2 separate regions of the Hordeum vulgare genome follow, and region 2 is linked to region 1. Evidence: chromatin contacts called from public Hi-C data. All regions are on one chromosome and are shown on one strand. Each heading gives the region's core, a stretch centred on a gene start, on an enhancer-like site or on the middle of the called end of the contact. The rest is flanking DNA. Distances are from core to core; before and after follow the strand shown.

Region 1 (4,573 bases), core at 1,007-3,506:
GGTCCCCATGCCGACGTGGATAAGTTGTGGGTCCCTCCCGACTCCACCTAATCCTAACAGAGATTGTGCTTAAGTGCCATGTCGTGCCTTGGCTATTTGTGTGCACAGAGAGATGTCGCCTCCATCTAGGTCCCACGCCAACGCGGATAAGCTATGGGTCCCTCCCGATATCCCTTTGCAGCCAATTCGCAGAAAAAACATCGCACAGGAGCTATTGACCTTCCTAGCAGATGATCTTTTCGTCAAATGAAATTTGGTTTCTTCTGATTGTCTTGGGGTGGTTGATGATCTGAAGGCAAATACGGAAGGTGCTCATGGCCCTATCATAAGGGAGGTCAGACTACATCCACAACTCTTCGAGGAGTGCAATTTCCTTCATGAGAATAGGTCTAGGAATCACCAAGCCGATAGTCTAGCCAAGCATTCACTATATCTTGACATATGTACACATGTCTGGCTAATTGAGCCGCATGATAACGTAATCATCCCGTTGGAACTAGTTGATGAATAATGTTTTATAGTTTCCCTAAAAAATACAAATCATGGACAACATACATACGCGCAGGACAACACATCCATCTTATTTGCATGATTTCTTGTCTTTGTAGATTACATTGCAATATGTTTATATGAAAGGAGTTGTTTTACCATTTGGTCTTTAGATTAAGAAATAAAGTAGAGTAAGATATATTGTTGGCCCTGTCTTCAAATTTAGGGAGCTAACAAAAATGGTTGGCACATATTTCCCAGAGCCAAACATAATATTTATCTCTTTCAGCACAAGTTAGAATTTAAAATTCATATTTCAAAAATAAATAAATTCAAGATTAGGGAAGCAAAAATGTATCTAAAATTTTAAATAATCAGAGTATGCCACTATTGCACTATTGACCATAGACATTTATGATGCGAAAAAGCTTATTTTTCTATAATCATATATCATAACTAAGAATCTTAAAATTTCCGTAGAAGGTCCTAATTAAGTATTCATGTAGTTGCCAATTATATTCATAGCTTAATGTTAATTGCAATTATATAATGTTCAATGCAACCACCATCCGGTTAGAGAACTATGCATAATTTCCGCCACTAGGTCAAACTTTTTGTGAACGATTGAATGAAGGAACAAGAAATGGTTATGTTGCAGAGAAAAGGAAGCACAAATGGAGGATTGGATAATAAATATGAGCATATGCTTAAAACAAAAAGTTCGGTTGCATAGACTGTAAAGGAGGAGATTGGTAGATAAATGTGTTTTGAAGAAGCCACACCTCACGTGCATGCGAGGGCGTTGCCGTCGATGTGCATTTGGTGGTGTCCATTCCGATGGCCACGCCTTCAAGGGCGTTCATAGTTGTTGGCCACCTCGCACCAAGTGCATCATCCTACGATTGATGAGATTGCGATCAGATGAACACTACGGCTGCCGTTGGTGGGACGAGAAGAGGTTAAGTGATGAAACTGATGGATGGTTTTGTTGAAATACAGAATGTGGAAATATGTGTGTGTCTTAGGCACTGAAAAAAATAGCGCTATACCATCACTAATAGCATCCTATAGCGTATACAGAATTGGCTCGCTAAATTGATCAATGTATAATGTCTCGCTAATAACACGTTATAGCGTGCTATAGCACACTAATAACATATTTTTAGAAGGGATGCTATTTTGTATAACACGCTATTTTTTCATTGGTCTTAGGGCAGTGGTGTTGGATGGTGTTGAGCCATGCTTGCAGGACTAGGAGCTTACTTAGGACTTAGGGGACAAGACATGTTTCTAAAATTATAAACACGTTGCTAACTTAAAAAAAAGGGTGCATCAAGCTAATATTTCCCTTGCAAGCACTGTTTTATAATGCCTTGCAAGCACATGTGAGACCTTGTTTCTTCGCCCTTCCTACCTTTCTTTCTGAGCGCACATCGCATGTCCCATTTCGTGTACGGGAACTTGTGTAATTTGCGCCACCATAGTGTGTACTTCAAGAGCCCAAGGTAAGGTCCAAAACTAGAAAACTCGCAAGACAAGTGCACAGAAAACGTCACACAATGGAGTAATGGTCGACCCACTCAAATTTCCTCCAAGACAAAGGAAACAGCGACCGGCCGTTTAAACAACGCCACACGTAGCTCCCCCGGACGCCACACCCTTGGCACGCCACCCCCACTCCTCTTCCCGTTCCCGTCCACGTCATGATCCACGTTTCACCCCTTCCGCATGTGCCGCACCGCCTATATTACATTCGCTGATCCCGAGGACGAGAACACGCAGAAGTCGAGTCCCCCAAACCTGCAGATCAGTGATCCTACCATCCTTGGCGTGTGGGAACAAGTCCCAACTCCCAACTCGGGATCATACTATACGAGCTGCAACTAGTATTGCCATGGGTCCGCCGGCCACCGTCGTCGTGGTCGCCTTGGTGGCGGTTGCTCTCTGCGTCGGCGTCTGCCGGGCGCAGGACATGGACAACGAGTGGGCACGGTACCGTGGGTTCTTCGGCGGCGGCGGCGGCACGATGCTGCCACAATCGGACGTGGACCTGCTGGAGTTCCCGCTGAACCTCGAGTACCTGGAGGCGGAGTTCTTCTGCTGGTCGGCGCTGGGCTACGGCCTGGATGGCATCGACGTCAACCTCACCAGCGGCGGTCCGCCCCCAATCGGTGGCCAGACCGCCGCCCTCACTCCCTTCGTCCGAGACGTCGCCACACAGTTCTGCTACCAAGAAGTTGGCCACCTCAGGTACGTACGCTATTAAGCTCACAATTCGGCCACTCGTACTCTCTCCCGACCAAGAACTATTAGTGGCACAGAAGTGGCATATCGTTTATGGACAGTGCGTGCGTGTGTATGTGCAGGGCGATCAAGCAGACCGTGAGGGGATTCCCGCGGCCGCAGCTGGACATCAGCGCGACCAACATCGGCAAGATCGTGGAGCAGGCGATGAACACGACGCTGGACCCGCCCTTCAACCCATACGAGAACAGCCTCAACTTCCTCATCGCTTCCTACATCATCCCCTACGTCGGCCTTACTGGCTACGTCGGCGCGAACCCCCACCTCCTCACTCCTCAGGCCAGAAGGGTACGTACCTAAGCTACGCCATAAGCGTGATCACCCTACCACTACTTACCCCATAGCCGTATTGATTGCACACACAAAATGCGTGCATGCGTACTGATATTCCCGTTAATTACATGTACGTGATAGTAATTAGTACAGTAACTGATAGTAGTACTTCTGTGATTGATTGCACGCAGCTGGTGGCGGGACTGCTGGGCGTGGAATCGGCACAGGACGCTGTGATCCGGGCTCTGTTGTACGAGCGCGGACTGTCGCGGGTGGCGAGCTATGGTGTTGGTGTGGCGGAGGTGACCGCGCACATCTCCGAGCTGCGGAACGAGCTGGGGAGGAGGGGAGTGAAGGACGAAGGGCTAGTGGTGGCGCCTGGTCAGGGGCCCGAGGGGCAGACCGTGGGGAACATCATCGCCGGCGACCGCTTCTCACTCGCTTACGATCGCACGCCCGAGGAGATCCTCGGCATCGTGTACGGCACCGGAAGCCCCGCCCAGGCCGGCGGGTTCTTTCCCCAGGGCGCTGATGGCCGCATCGCCAGGGGCCTCCTCATGTAGACGATCAATCACGGACATGTATACATCTGGAGTGTTTGTTGTTCTCTAAAGCAAACTGTAGACTATGCATCATACATGTGTGTGTTGTCCTTATGCATGCTAATAATCAATAAAAGGACCTGCAAGTTCCAGAATCAACCATGGAACCCCAAGCTTCCTGTGACAGCGGACGAATTTGGTCTTATCACAGAGAAGTGGCTTGAGAGCATCTCCAAACACCCGTCGAACGTGCGGCGGGCCCTTTTTGATGCGGGAAAGGCGGCGACCGTTGTAAAATGCAGCGCGCATAGCTTCAGCAAACGCGTTAAAATGCAGTGCGATATCGTTGAATAACATATGCGTTTAAGTTCAACATATGCGCTTAAAACATAAGAAAAAAGATCAAACACAAACAAAATAAATCAACAAAAATCGATCATATCCTTTCAAATTCTCTGCCGACTCATAACCAAACCACTGTGCTTGAGTCTTTTATTGATGTACATAGCTAAAATCATTGCAAGATCCTCCTCCTCTTTCATATCAAATTCTTTTTTCGAAGAATCATTTGAGGAACTCACCTACAATGTTTAATTTAAACTAAGCTATAAAAACTACAAACAACATGCATTAAATTCATGTAAAAAAGTGTAGTTGAATCCAATATATACATTACCGATGTTTTGTTGAACACCTTGCGGGCGTCAAGCGGCAATGGACGGCCGGCGCTGTTCGCCGGACTACTGCCGTGCGCAAGGGGCGGCGGTGACTAGAGAGAGAGGAGGAAGCAGCGGCGGCGCGGGGATAGGTCGGGGAAGCGCCGGAACGGTCGTCGAAAGAAATGGGGTGGCGCGAGCGGCGTCGCCGCCGCGGTTGGATGGGGTAGGTGGAGTTGCGAGCGGGCGCTCAAGTATGCGAAATGGGGTGGCGCGAGCGGCGTCGCCGCCGCGGTTGGATGGGGTAGG
Region 2 (4,355 bases), core at 870-3,369, 850 kb before region 1:
TAGTTTGCAGGCACACTACATTCAACATTGCACATGTACCAGATCTTTTCGGATTAAAAAAATGGAATTCAAATTGCATCTATGTATACATTTTCGGATAAACATTTGGTATCACGGTAAACCTTTGTATGTACAGTGTGGACATATGTAGGTGAAAACAATGCAAAAATAACATGTATCGAGAAGGTAGCAAGTTAGACTGCCTGGAAAGAATAAAATAGCTGGTGGTCATACCTACTGTGACACCATTTTTTGAACTTTCAACCAGAGACGCATCTACTATATCTTTGAGAGGGATGAGTTTCAGCCCCCTCTTCACAGCATTGCATGTAATCACAACCTTAGGCTTGCAGTCAGTGATCCTCTGGGCTATTGCATCGGCAGAGAAGCCAGCAAACACGACCTGAATATAATCCAGCGTCGTAACATGGCAACATGCATAGGGTAAATCAGAATAACTGGAAGTGCAAACTGGGGTAAAACTTACAGAGTGAACAGCACCAATGCGGGCGCATGCAAGCATTGCAATAGGCAGCTCCATGAGCATCGGCAAGTAGATCACCACAGCATCACCTTTTTCAACCCCGACACTCTTCAAATAATTGGCCAGCTGCAAGAAAGCACCCCAAAACAATTAAACCATGTCTGCATACATCAGGACATGTTACATGCAATTGTTTCACCATAACAGCATATTTACCTGGCAAACCTTATCCAAGAGCTCTGAGTATGTGAGCTTCCCGTCCTGATCAGGCTCATTCCCCTCCCAATACATCGCAATCTTCGCACCGTCCCCGGCCTCCACGTAGCGGTCCACGGCATTGTGGCAGATGTTAGTTTTGCCCCCTTTAAACCACTGCGAAAATACCAACGACGTTCAACGTCACTCTGTCCTCCCATCACAAACAAGTCAGGATCGAGAGCAAACACCACACTTAGGCATAAGCTTACTTCGATCTTGATCGGCCCCTTTGTGACATCAAGGTTCTCAGTACAGACTTCGTCAGGGCTCCACTTCTGCTTCCAGTAGAATGTTTCAGCTATTTCTGACCAGAACCCGGCAGGATCATCAATCGACCGCTGATACATCTCCCGGTACTGGTTGCCAGTCATTGAGAAAAACACCATGATCAGTCATCATATCCGCCACAAATCAAATACTACAGAGTCAGGGAATGTTCTACTCGGTAGTCAGTACTCAGTAGTCAATTCACAGACCCTAGGAAAATGGGAATTAACCCACGCTCCGAATTCACCAATCCTAACTCTCCTTATGTCCAGTCAGTCCCTATCTGCCTTATCTGATGCCGTGAGTGGGTAGCGATGGATCACACAACTAGCCGCATACTACGCGCCTCGAAACGGAAGGACTTCGAACGTACGGCGCCCGTCTGGGGGCGGATCAACATAATCGAAATGGAAAGTGGAAAAAGAATGGAGACCTGCTGCGGAGAGGAGACAAGGGCCTGGGCGGCGAAGTCGGCGCTGGGGTGGACGAGGCCGTGGTCGTCGGACGCCGGCAGCGGCTCGCCCAGCACGGTCGCCGCGCACGGCGCAGCGTGCCGCGGCTTGGCGGCGGCCACCGCCAGGCGATCGCTCGCGCCCATGGCCGAGCCCCACCGGAGCGGCGATCGAGACGACGAGGGGGCTAGCGCGGGAGCCTGGAGTGGGATCGCGCGGTGGGCGCGTGCGGAGCTGCAGCAGCAGCGGGCGGTGGTGGCGTATATATACTGGGCCATTGACGGCCTCGTGGCCTGACGGCCACGGCTCACCACACCACCTCCTTAACTGCTCGCCACCGTGGGCCAAAAAAATTCTGACTTTCGGGGCGCGTTCTGGTGGAGGAGCTAAATCAGCAGGCAGGTGGGGCGGGCGGGCGGAAGGTGGAACCGTCGATGCCTCTTGTGTCTAGTCTGGTTGGTGCGCCTTTTTCTGGTGGGACGGAGTTGTAGAGTGCTCTTGCTGCTACTCTACAGCTACTACTGTCTATGGATTCGTCGGCGCCGGCTACCGGAGCGGAAGGGGGGAAGAGGGAGCCGCGCGCCGGGCGAGGACGTCTGGATGCTCTGCGTGGCAGCGTGGGGGGTCGAGAAGCTAGGTGTCTGTGAGGGAGAATCGTCACTCTTTTTGACCCGTCTCTCCACCGTTGGAACAGAACAGACGGGCGGACGGCTCACCGCTCTGCCTGGTTTGCATCGCCGTTCGCAATCGTCCGGTGGTTTCGAGTAGTTTTTGCGGAAAGAACAATTTGAATGTATTTAACTTATTTTTAGGGGAAATGTATTTTTAACTTAATAAATTCACAATCGCTCGCCAATTTTTAAATTCCTTTAATTTTTGCAAAACACATTATAATGCTCACATGCACACATACACTCACCATGCACGCACACACGCTCTGCAACTTACTAGTTTGACAGCCGTTCTAGTGCAGCCTAGCTCAACGAAGCCTGGCTCAGCGGAGGCTGGTTGTCGAAATGTATGTGAAAAACTAACATCTGTATATTGTTTGGTTGTCTGCATTTAGACCTTTCGTATTAAATGAGTAATTTTGACATAGCGTTTGGTTGCCTGCATTGATTCAAGTCACACTACTACACGGTATTTGGTTGTATACGTGAGATATGATTAAGAGCTAACACTTACACTTAACACACACATTTACACCGTGCCTCGTGACTATGGTGGACGGTGACCGCGGCGCCGCATCCGACATGACGCGCAAGGAGTCTCGTGCTAGCGTTCCTGCGAACGCCGCGGCAAACTAGTTGCTTGTGTCGCCGCCGCAGAGAAACTCCGTGCGGAGGAGCGATGAGGCAACAGACGGGGAAGGAGAAATGCAATGTGTGTCGGACCATATCGACTGCGGTGGATGGTGACTGTGACGTCGTGTCCGACATGACGAGCACGGAGTCTCGGACGAGCGTTCTTATCGCGACCCGACAAACTACTTGCTAGCGTCGCCGTCGGGGGAAAAAGTCCATGCGAAGGAGCGCGCGAGGCAGAGGATGTGGGAGGAGAAATGCAATGCATGTCGGACCATGGCGACTGCGGTGGACAGTGGTTGTGGCTCCATGTCCCGCACGGCGTTCACGGAGTCATGCGCCAGCGACCTCATCGGTGGCAAAGAAAGTCTGCATGGAGACAATGGACAGATAGAAGAAATGTAGTGCTCGCTTCATGGCAGCGTCATCAGTGCAGTAGAACGAGAGAGAGGAGACCAAGATGATCGACGCCAGAGACGACTCCATTGTACTAGGATGTGGGCAATGAGGTTAAGAGGAACGGTGCCAGCGTCGAAAGGGACGAATAGGAGGACTCCCAGACATATAGGACAAAGGAGAAGAAATATGGTGTGCGCGTAATGACGGCGTCGGTACAGTAGGATCGTCGAAATAGGAAAATTGCAACACGAATGTCATATGGAACTGCAAGATGAAGTTGTCGGTCAAAGGAAATTTCAAATGGTCTACCATGCATGAGGAATTTGACAAAATTCGTCCAAAATAGCTCCAAACCTGAACATGAAATTGAGCATTTACGGTTGATGAAACTACAAACTGATCGTAAAAATGGAACCATAACATCAATGTGCATCTTTTTTGTGCAGGGCTTATCTCGAACCGGAACACCGTTGTGTAGATTAGAAGGGAGAAGGAAGAAGGAGATTAGGGATGAGCTTAGTAGAGGTAGAAGAAGAAGTACGTACACAGTTCGCATCCCTCCGGCCACCTCTGGTGCAAGGGCCCCACCCATGCGCACTCGATGTGCATCGCTTGGGCCTGGTAAAAGGACGTGGATGTTGCCTATAGGGGGTGAATAGGATATTTAAAGTAACTACTGTTTAGGCTTGAACAAATACGGAATAAAACAAACATTTAATTTGTCAAGCACAAAACCTAAAACAACTAGACTCACTTATGTGCACCAATAACTTATGCTAAGCAAGATAAACAACTAAGTGATAGCAAGATATATAACAAGAAATAATATGGCTATCACAAAGTAAAGTGCATAAGTATAGGGCTCGGGTAAGAGATAACCGAGGCACGCAGAGACGACGATGTATCCCAAAGTTCACACCCTTGCGGATGCTAATATCCGTTTGGAGCGGTGTGGAGGCATAATGCTCCCCAAGAAGCCACTAGGGCCACCGTAATCTCCCCACGCCCTCGCACAATGCGAGATGTTGTGATTCAACTAAGGGACCCTTGAGGTGGTCACCAAACCCGTACAAACAAGGTTGGGGCAATCTTCACGACTTAATTGGAGGCTCCCAAGAACACCACGGAGCTTCACCATAATGGATTGTGGCTTCTAGATGACCCCAAATGCTCGGGACAATCTCCACAACC

What was found. A called contact is a pair of places that touch in the nucleus more often than the background predicts.
Region 2: a contact with region 1 is called in a Hi-C map of seedling, with 2.4 times the contacts expected there. The contact joins the promoter of LOC123426617 here to the promoter of LOC123430237 in region 1. A contact is called at or near these places in 2 of 6 Hi-C or Micro-C datasets (leaf and seedling) and 1 of 1 datasets of contacts at active chromatin or transcription factors (embryo).

The regions. Positions count from the first base shown.
Region 1 is chr2H:452,654,228-452,658,800 of MorexV3_pseudomolecules_assembly, reverse strand. It overlaps LOC123430237 (desiccation-related protein PCC13-62-like), which reads left to right and starts at 2,256. Exons shown (of 3, transcript XM_045114117.1): 1 at 2,256-2,739; 2 at 2,856-3,081; 3 at 3,258-3,767. The coding sequence starts at 2,384. The coding sequence ends at 3,629.
Region 2 is chr2H:453,504,886-453,509,240 of MorexV3_pseudomolecules_assembly, reverse strand. LOC123426617 (acetyl-coenzyme A synthetase, chloroplastic/glyoxysomal-like) reads right to left here and starts at 2,119. Exons shown (of 18, transcript XM_045110480.1): 1 at 1,443-2,119; 2 at 952-1,098; 3 at 701-856; 4 at 488-610; 5 at 235-403. The coding sequence starts at 1,739.